2 separate regions of the Pan troglodytes genome follow, and region 1 is linked to region 2. Evidence: chromatin contacts called from public Hi-C data. All regions are on one chromosome and are shown on one strand. The core of a region is the stretch at or near the end of the contact, and the rest is flanking DNA. Distances in the headings are between cores, read along the strand shown.

What was found. Hi-C and Micro-C count contacts between places; a contact is called where the count stands out from the background.
Region 1: a contact with region 2 is called in a Hi-C map of stem cell-derived neural progenitor cells, with 2.4 times the contacts expected there. The contact joins two enhancer-like sites. A contact is called at or near these places in 2 of 7 Hi-C or Micro-C datasets (induced pluripotent stem cells and stem cell-derived neural progenitor cells).

The regions. Positions count from the first base shown.
Region 1 is chr2:117,672,078-117,676,853 of NHGRI_mPanTro3-v2.0_pri, reverse strand. All of the region lies in intron 10 of ZBTB20 (zinc finger and BTB domain containing 20), which reads left to right. Among named protein-coding and RNA genes, the nearest start is that of MIR568, 40 kb to the right of the region's middle. Within about 2 kb of position 2,468, at least 6 of the 24 cell types and tissues checked have an H3K27ac peak or open chromatin away from gene starts, as enhancers often do. A contact at or near this core is called in induced pluripotent stem cells and stem cell-derived neural progenitor cells, where this site is marked.
Region 2 is chr2:117,477,211-117,482,318 of NHGRI_mPanTro3-v2.0_pri, reverse strand. All of the region lies in intron 2 of DRD3 (dopamine receptor D3), which reads left to right. Among named protein-coding and RNA genes, the nearest start is that of DRD3, 18 kb to the left of the region's middle. Within about 2 kb of position 3,783, at least 14 of the 24 cell types and tissues checked have an H3K27ac peak or open chromatin away from gene starts, as enhancers often do. A contact at or near this core is called in induced pluripotent stem cells and stem cell-derived neural progenitor cells, where this site is marked.

The DNA.
Region 1 (4,776 bases), core at 1,219-3,718, 200 kb before region 2:
AATTCAAGTGACCCCCAAAGCAGCTTCATTCATAAGTCAGTTGTATTTACAGTTTTACAATATGGACAGGCATGCCCTCATCCTTTCTTAGAGATAACAGCAGACTTAACATAAAATCAGGCAAGCCAAAGGCCTGGGCTAACCAAGGGAAACTGTGAGACCTCTAAGGCCAAGTAAAAAGACTTTTCTGGCATTACTTTCTCCTTTGGACCTGTAAAATCCCACTAGTACTGTAAATCTATTCTCAGCCTTAGATAAAGTACAAAGCTCTTATTTTTTGGTGGAGCGAAGAGAGGAAAAAGAAGTCAGGAATGGAAGATAAGTCAAGATTTGGGGATGGGCCTGAAAATCACAGAGCAAATGTTTTTCTATTTCTCAATTTTGCCTCTTTGTTCCCCATACTTCAAACTTAGTAAAACTTCGTGGTATGACAGCAAAAAGGAAGAAAGGGAAGGAGGAAAATAGAAAGAAAGGCAGTCTCCCCATTACAAGTGCGATAGATCTTGCAAGTAAACTATTTTTTTGGCTGATTAGACGTGTATATTGAGTTTATATTTATTTTTTATTCAAATTATACCACAATATCTAATTTTTAACAGTCAAAAGATGTTGAAGGGTGTTTTCTAATTCTTCTATGGATTTGTCTTAACTGTCAAAAGGGACTTACTCTGAGTAAAACAAAGTTTGCTAAATAATAGTTAGCTTCAACAGTTGTAAACTATATGTCTGTCATAATCCAGATTTCTGCTAATATTAGTAGTTACCTACATTTCTCTCTTCCCTTTCAATCTTTTTAAAAAATATTTCTCTTCTGAAAAGTAACTTTTCTCATTTTGGCCAAGATTGTTTGCTTTCTCATACAAAATAGTATCAGCTCAACTTAAGTAAATGGAAAATATCAGTTCAACAGACCTTATGCATCAGAGTAATGCAATCACAAAGTTTGCATCAGTTTTAGAAGCTTTGATTATGGAAAGTAGTTACAAGTATTTTAAAGAGGGATGCCTGAATCTCAATCCACAGCTCTTCATTTGGGGAAAACACAGACCCCTTTGAGATTTTGATGAAAGCCACTGACCTTATTCCTATAAAAGTATAAACATGTCCATTTATAAAAACTATACATACCCCCCAAAACCCAAACATAAAACCAAGGACCTTTAAATACTTTTAAGTATTCTCTAGAAATGTTCTATGAATGAATAAAAATTCAGGTAATATTAAAGGCATACCCAATTACAGTATTGGGATCATAAATAGAATGGTGTTGTAAATACTGTAAACAAGTTAGTAATTTTTAATCTTTGTCTAGATAAAATAATAAGTAGTGACTAAAAAAGCACATCCAGCTAGTCCCCAACTTTCATAGGTAGCCATTCCTGCATACATGTTTGAAAGTCAAATTTCTGCAAGTTCAAAGTCAAATTTCTGCAAATTTCAACAATTGATATATGTTTTATGTGAAGAATTCTGTTACCAATGGCTAAAAAAACGTGCTGAAATCCTTGATGGTTCCTCCACACTGGGCTTAGACAATCTGGAAGATAGAGGAGAACCTTTATTGGGAGATGGCCCAAAACACCCCCGTTTTCACCCAAGAATGGGTAAGTAAAACTGTACAGCTCGCCCTCCCATAGGCTGATGACCCTCCCTAGTCTCACTACAGAGGTAATAGCAGCTGGGATATGCTAGGTATATAGAGCCAAGATAGGAGAAAGAGATCTTGTCTGCTTGCTGCCTTCCACTTGCATGTGTGATTTCTCCAGTGCTCCCAGCCACCTCCCAAGACTGTGATGATACTAATGAGATAGAAAGAGAGAGTGGGGTGGTGCAGAGTCATTTGCTGTGGATGGAACCTGTTAGCAATAAACTACTATACCTCCTATAGTGCAGGGATTCAGCAGGACTCCCTTGGCATATATGAGGAGGTAAAGTACATGTAACTGAAGTCTTACCCCAGGCAGGGGGTTTGGAGAATAAGGGGGCTCAGTCACCAAAATACATCCCCCCTTTCTCCAGAGATGACTGGCTCTTTCCTAGTGTGACTAACTTGGCAAGCTGCACCCTGTTTCATGTGCAGACCCACTAACCTCATCTGGTGCCCCAAATTGAAAGCTCAAGGGCTTTCTGGCCCTGCCACTTGACTTAGGCTTATTAACTGGACCAAAATTTATATTGGTTTTCATTTGAGAGCTGATGTTTCCTTCCAAGTCCAGAGACTTCAAATCCCCATCCCCCTCTGTAGCATCTTACCCTTGCACTAGTCTCATTTTATATATCCTTTTGCTCTCCTGATTGAGAAAGAACTGGATTTCACACCTAATTAAAAGAGATTGTATTGCCTGCTGTTTCCTTTCTTGCTCATTTTCTCTTGTGAGCAGGCAGCTTTTTATTCTCATGCTAAGTCCTATCCCTGAACCCCTGCAGCTTAAGGGACAGGCAGGAGCAACGTTCCTGCAAAACAGAGAGTCAGGCCCTCTATCCCCAATTCCCCACAGGCAGATTTTCCCTTCGGTACTCACCCCTGCTTTAGCCCCGTCTGTGTTGTGCTCTCGCAGAACAGTCTCTTAGAATACATGATGACTTTCATTACTGCAATTCCTTCCATGTTTCGAGGGAATGCCATCACAAGCTGACTCTATATTTTTACTCTAGTAAAAAGGAGGTAAGTTATTATTTTAAAACACAGAGAACTATTTTTATCACTATTTCATTTTGCCATCAGTTTTGTGTTCATAACACTGTGCATTTTTTATTTTGGGTGGGGAAGAATCCCCAAATACACATGATCACATAATCTATGTAAAGTTTTGTGGTTTTGTACAGTTGATAGGGTTGGGGTTTGGGTGTGTGTGTGTGTGTGTTTTTTTTTTTTTTTCTTGAATAGCCCAAATGCCTATTCAGTGCCAATCTAAGAAAGAATAGAGTTAGCATTTTCACACCATTCCTTCCTATACACTCCCTGAATAACCATCTAATCAAGATTTGTTTTCAATGGGGGACAAATCTTCTACAGTAGAGTATTTCAGATTTATTCCATTGGAATCTATACATTAATGCCCATTGGATGAAAAGGACATGCTCACAAAAGCCTGGACTTTGCCTTGCTGTGGCAGAAACTTTTTCCCACTGTATTAGTGTTAAAAATAAAAGAAAGCCTGGGAAAGGAATTGCCTCAGCATTGTGTGCTGGAGGAATGAGGCATGCTTGAATGGGGAGGCAGGGTCCCCCTTCGCATCTGTACTCATATCAGCAAAAACGATTCAGCTTTTCATGGCTGTTCACTGCAGTGTGGGGCCAGTGTACTCAGGGAGATATTTAAGAATTGTGTCTATAAAATTCAACCAGGCATGTCAGATCAGGTTGTGTACGTGTGCAGGTTTAGGTTTGTCTCTGTGGTTTTTAATGAAGTTGGTGGCAATATTATCGCAAGAGTCTTAACTCAGACTATTTAGTAGATAACTTGATTGTTTAGATGAACAAAATTTGCAATCCAATCTGGTCAAACAGTTTGGATTTTTCTCATGAAATTGTGTGTGTGTGTGTGATTATCTGTGTTCATTTCTTATCTCTAAAGCAACCTTCATCATTACTTTCAGTGTCTTTCTTTTTTCTCTGCTGAGAATTAAGATAACTCTCGATCTTTGGGCACTTCAAGTTTCATTCCTCAGTGATCCACTGTTATGCAGTGGAAAAAGCTTTAAGAGGCATAGTTTCTAATCCCAACACTGCCATGTGCTACTGTGCAAAACTTTGGGCAAGTCATTTAGACATTTTGAGAGCCTCAACTTTCTCTTATATGAAATAGCAATAATAAGACTTGTCCTGAAGGGCTGGGCACAGTGGCTCATGCCTGTAATCCCAGCACTTTGGGAGGCCGAGGCGGGCAGATCACCTGAGGTCAGGAGTTTGAGACCAGCCTGGCCAACACGGTGAAAACTCATCTACTAAAAATACAAAAATTAGCCAGGTGTGGTGGCGCATGCCTGTAATCCCAGCTACTCGAGAGGCTGAGGCACAAGAATCGCTTAAACCCAGGAGTTGAAGGTTGCAGTGAGCTGAGATTGTGCCACTGCACTCCAGCCTGGGCAACAGAGCAAGACTCTGTCAAAAAAAACAAAAAACAAAAACCCTGTTCAGAACACACATAGGATTGTTGTAAGGAATAAATGAGATGTTACATGTAAAAAAGTTGTATACACTGTCAAACACTACATGGATACTAATTATTGTGATAATTGTGATAGGGCTACTTCCCAGAATTATCTGAAAGAAAACTGTCATATATGACATCTCTAGTGTTATTGTTGTAACTAATGTTATGAGCAAATGTATGTTTAAAGAGTGTTTTCACTTGTGTAGAAAAAAATGTTGTAATAAATCCATCCTACACAGAGATGATCACAGACACAACCAGTTTTACTGCTTATTGTTTTACTTAAATGAAAGAGACCTTGGTTATAGTAAAATTGTATATAGAAAATCCTAAACCATAGTGCCAGTTAGTTGTCTTACTTCTTGCACTGTGACATCTAAAAAAATGAGTCCTTTAAGTTACACAACTGAGGCTATGTCAAAGCATCACAGCCTAAAAACATGAAAGCCACGCTAAATCACGGATAGGTATAGAAGTAGCTGGAGGTAGTAGTGGACAAAGCCTTTCACACAGCTTTACAACAGAGCCGTGGATCCCTAAGGGCCAGACCTCAGTAAGGGGCAAACTATGCAATATAATGAAGCAGTTAAGAGGGTGAATTCTAGAGCCAGACTGCCTGG
Region 2 (5,108 bases), core at 2,534-5,033:
GGAAAAGTAGGGGAAATTTTGAAAAAAAAAAAAAAAACGGCAAAAGGTCTATAAACACCAACCTCTTGAATATGAAAGATTAGGAAGAGAAAGGAGTCAAACAGAACACAAGATTCCAGGAGAAAGATGCTGTCAAGAAGAGATCACCATGTCGAGACGATTTGGTGCTTTAATGGTTTGGTTTTTAACATCTGGCATAATAGGAACAAGTGGACTATCCAGGAAGTAATGTGATCTGGAACTCAGGGGAGAAGGCAGGGATGTAGTTGGAGATTTAGGGAGGTTAGCACGAAGCTTAAGATTACTAACTTGGAGTCAAATAGACATGAATTCTAATCCTGGCACCGCCCAGTACTAGTGATGTGGCTTTGGCAAATTCCTTAAATAAGAAGTTGGAAATTGAAGATAACAACAGTACCTAAGAATTGTGAAGATGAAATGAGTTAATGTGTGTCAAAGCTTAGCACAATGTGATAAATTCTCAATAAATGGCAGATCTCATTTGGGTCACCTGCTGGAGCTATGAGATGGATGGATGATATTATTGGGAGAAGGAGAAGAGGCGGAAGGGGAAGTGGGAGGGAGAGAACTCCAAGGAGGAAAGGGAGGAGGCTTTTGACTTTTGGGAGGAGGCTTTCGGAAAGGACGTGAGAGAATGGGAGAGGGTTCGCTTTGTGAGGAGGGAGAACTGTGTAAAGACAGCCCCCTCAGCCCTCGTAGTTCCTGAGCCTCCTCTCTTCCCTCTTGAGAGTGTGCCTATACACTTCACCCACCTATATTCTTATGCACTTAGGGCTGTGGGTGAGGTTGTGCAGGTTGTTCCCTGCGCAAGGGTGTGGAAATGAAATTCAGCTATCACTCCCTTTTCCAAGCCTAGAGTTGGCCAGAAGAGGGTGCTTTTTTACGATCTGCCAGCCAGGAGAGGGCGCCTTTCTTTAATTTGCACAAGAGCACCATTTTGCGGCCAGCAGCCATGCCTAACACACACCTCTAGTTTTTACCACTTAAAACGCAACCAACAAGAGTAACTTTGAATTGGCTTCTGTCCCATATAGGAAAACTCCGAGAATACACAGCACTTACCTACCTGAAGGGACCAGCCATGCCTTAGATCCCAAGCGAAAACGAAGCTCCCTTCTTGGCTCATAGTTCTATATGGGCCAATGAATTCTCACCAAACCTCAAAATGGAGCCCCCTCCTATTCTAGAAATGAAAACAGGCCTTGGAAAAGCTGGGTTCATTATTCTTCACAGCAGTTTGCATTACATTCTGTTCATGTGATGACAAATAGCTGGTCAATTCATTAAAAATGCAGTCATTCACGCAGACCTTTGGTCTTCACACAATGCCAGTCACCAATCTGACAAACTTAACCAAATGGATTCAGTATTTTTTGGTCATGAAGCCCTGATCTATAATAATGCTGTGGAAAGAGATATGAAAGAAAAGGAAATGATAAAAGGGTTTTTGAAAGCAAGTAATACTATTGTCATTAGATTCTTAGGCATAGCTCTGATGCTTGGATTAATGCTGCCTTTTCTTTTTTAAAAAGCAGAGTGGGAAGTCCTCTGAGCACAAGCCCCCACTCCTTTAGCTCCTTGCCTCCCCAGGGAGCCAGCCCTCCTCCCATCACGTCCTGGGTCCAAACTAACTCAGGGAGAGGGCTGAGAATGTGTCAGAAGAGGAGGACACGACCAAGTGGTGAGAATTAGAGTCCTCCGAGAGGAGCCCAGGAATAATGCAGCCAAATTCATTCACCAGGGAGTTCTTTAAGTGGCTCTCAAATGGCACCCATCACACAGGCAAGCCTCCGCGTCTTTGCAGCGAGCACAATAGGTACCAGATGAGTCACAGGCACCTTGGATTTTTAGTTTGCATCTAAATAAGCACTTTATATTTGCAAAAGGCTTTCCAGTCATTTGCAAAAAGCTTTCTCCTTCAACAACTCCAGGAGGGGAGTCCACAGAACTAAAGATTTATTGAGCCCCCTGTCTGACCAAATAAAAGGTGGTGAAAAGCAGCCCTCACAGAACTCTGGGGCTCATTAAACCCAGGCGGGGAGTTAGAGTCAGGCCTTCCCACCCAGGCTGGCCTCTTTCCTCCTGGACTGCTAGCTTCCTAAAGAGCAACCCTTGTCAGTACACACACACACACACACACACACACACACACACATCTCCCACCCTGGGACAGGGCTCTGAGATTGAAATCAAATTCTGCAAGGTACTGAGACCTTCAGTAAGTGACAAACCATATAGATCCTGCTCATAGGACCGGAAGTCAGAAGGGGCAACATCCTGCTCATAGAACCGGAAGTCAGAAGGGGCATCACAGTTATCTCATTTGAGCGGAAATGCTAAATGCTTGCATGAAGTGCTGCAGCCTCTTAGCACAGGTGTGGGACTAGAAATGGAATCTCCTGACTTTCCACCAGCACTCTATTACAATAAGTGACACCTTCATTGGTGAAGGTGAGGATGGGGCACCTATGTCTTCAATGCCCTGGCTACCTCTATGCTAATGCTAACTTACATGAGTCTGGAAGCAACAACAATAAAAATAGTTAACATTTATTTAGCATGTACTACGTGCCAGACACTAAGAGCTCTTCATTCATTATTGCTAACCTTCACAACCCAGAGAGAGAGATGTATTACCCTCACTATATAAATGAAGGTGCTGAGACTAGAATGGGTAGGTGAGCTTGCCGAGATCACACAACTGGGTGGTGCAAGAGTAAGGATTCAGGCAGCCTCTGTCTATTACAGCACACTCCCTTACTCAGAGATGCTGAGGTGCGAGTCTGGCTCTGGGCTCCCTAGCTATAGAGTCACACTGCCTGGCTAAAAATCCAGGCTCTACAGTTTAATAGCAATGTGACCTTGGGCAAGTCAATTAACCTGTCAGAGCCTCAGTTCCCTTATCTGTTTAGTGGAGATAATAACAACTACCTCAAAGGGTTGTTAGGAGGATTAAATGAATTAATATTTGTAAAGCACTTCAAATAGTGCCTGTCACATAGAAAGTGTCATGTACATTTTTGGTGGATAAATAAACAAATTTAATATTCCCTGATATCAGGAGGAAGGGGAAGACAACCATAAACTCACTGATATGAACAATCACTGATCCCTTGAGCTAGCACAATAATTATGACAACAATAACAATAATAATACCGTCTTTTGAATGTTTAGTATTAATCACTAGGCACTGTGACTTAAAAAAGAAGTTTACAGAGAAAATATCATTCAATATTCATTACAGCCTTTTCGGGCAGAAATTATTATCCCCATTGTACAGATGAGAAAATTGGATCTTAGAAAAAACAAACCACGGGCCCATGGCTACACAGTTCAGTGGTAGAGCCGGGATTCAGAGCTGATCAGTCCGTTTCTCATGCCCGCGGACTTAATCACCAAGAACACTGCCAGTGCTGGGGTCAGCGGAGTCATCCACACCAGAAACGGCCCAGGGAGCTAAGAGCTCAGACACAAGGGGAGGGTCCCTGGCTCAGGGTCTGCAGGGGCGGCGCGCACAGTGCGAGGCTGGCAGGTCCCGGCCCGGGAATACCGCCGCGAGCGCAGCGGCCAGATGTTCAGAGGTGGCCCTGGGCCAAGCCTCTCTCTCCCGGCCAAGCCCAGCCCAGCCCTCCGGGTGCTTTGGCGCGGCCCTCGCCTGCAGTCGGTCACGTGCAATCGCTCCGAGAGGAAGTCAGAGGCTAAGCGGTCGGCCTGAGTGGGAATGCAGGGTCCCTGCAGGGCTCCAGGAAGCAGGGCGCCGGGCTTTCCCTCTCTGCCTCCCCACAGAGCCTGGAGAGCCCCCAGGTGAGCAGTGAACTTCTCACCCCAGCCGTGCTGGCAGAGTTCTTGCTGCATTATAGTGCCCTCCGATGGCCAATTCCGGTACAGCCTCCCTGTCGCAGTCGGCTTATGACAAGCGGGGGCCTCATTTATTCTAACAGTTTAATCATGTTTAAAAAAGAGCAAGAAAAAAATTACTGTAACAGTGTTAAATTGTAGTCTTGTCTCTTACTTCTTATCCAAGTGAACAAAAATCTTTGTCACAGAAGTTTTCCCTAATGCAGACTTTCTCAAAACCTGTCTAATCATAAGATGCACTTGCTTGTTAAAAATACACATTTCTGTTCTCACTGATATGTGGGAGCTAAGCTATGAGGATGCAAAGGCATAAGAATGATACAATGGACTTTTGGGACTTGGGGGAAGAATCCCCAAGGAGGGGGATTCGAGAGAGGACTTGCATCAGATGATGGGGAGTGGGGTGAGGGATAAAAGACCACAAATATGGTACAGCGTATACTGCTTGGGTGATGGGTGCACCAGGATCTCGCGAATCACCATGAAGAACTTATGTAACCAAATACTACCTGTACCCCAATAACTTATCGAAAAATAAAATAATTTCAAAAAAGAAGAAACAAAAATGCACATTTCTGGGTTCCACTTCAGAAGTACTAAATCAAAATCTCCAGAAACTAAGCCTGATATTCTGCATTTTAACAGGACCCCCAGGCAATTAACGGAATCGAGCGAATTGAGGAAACTCAGTTGTGGGCGCACGCAGTGCTCTGCAAGCGGTAACCACCCTTGCCATGCTGACTTCACTGAGGAAGCCCTTGTCCCCCACAAGAACTCAGAGAGCTGTCGATGCCCTTGAGAGGGAGGAGGGCACTCAGGAGAAACACACCTCAGAGGTGGGAGACATGGCTCTGCCACAATTTGCTGCAGAACCTTGGGCTCATAACTGACATCCTTGCATCTCTGCTTCCTCCTTTATGGATAGAGCCAGGGTTCCCTACACTTGCTGGCCCACTTCATTAATGGAGCCTCCAGGGAGTTGCTGAACATTATAGCATATTTAGGAAAGTATATAACTCTCAGTGGTCTGCTGAAGCCAGCTTATCATGGCTAGCGAGAGCTGATTGGCAAAATTTTAGAAACTTTTTGTGTCAGTTATTAAAGCTTTGGTGGTAGCTTAAAATAGGCCATGGTGGGAGTATTGACACCACAGAAATTGGCAAATAATACAAATTAGGGCTTTTTGTAAACTACAGAGCCTGTTGTTAGTCATTTACCAGCACACCAC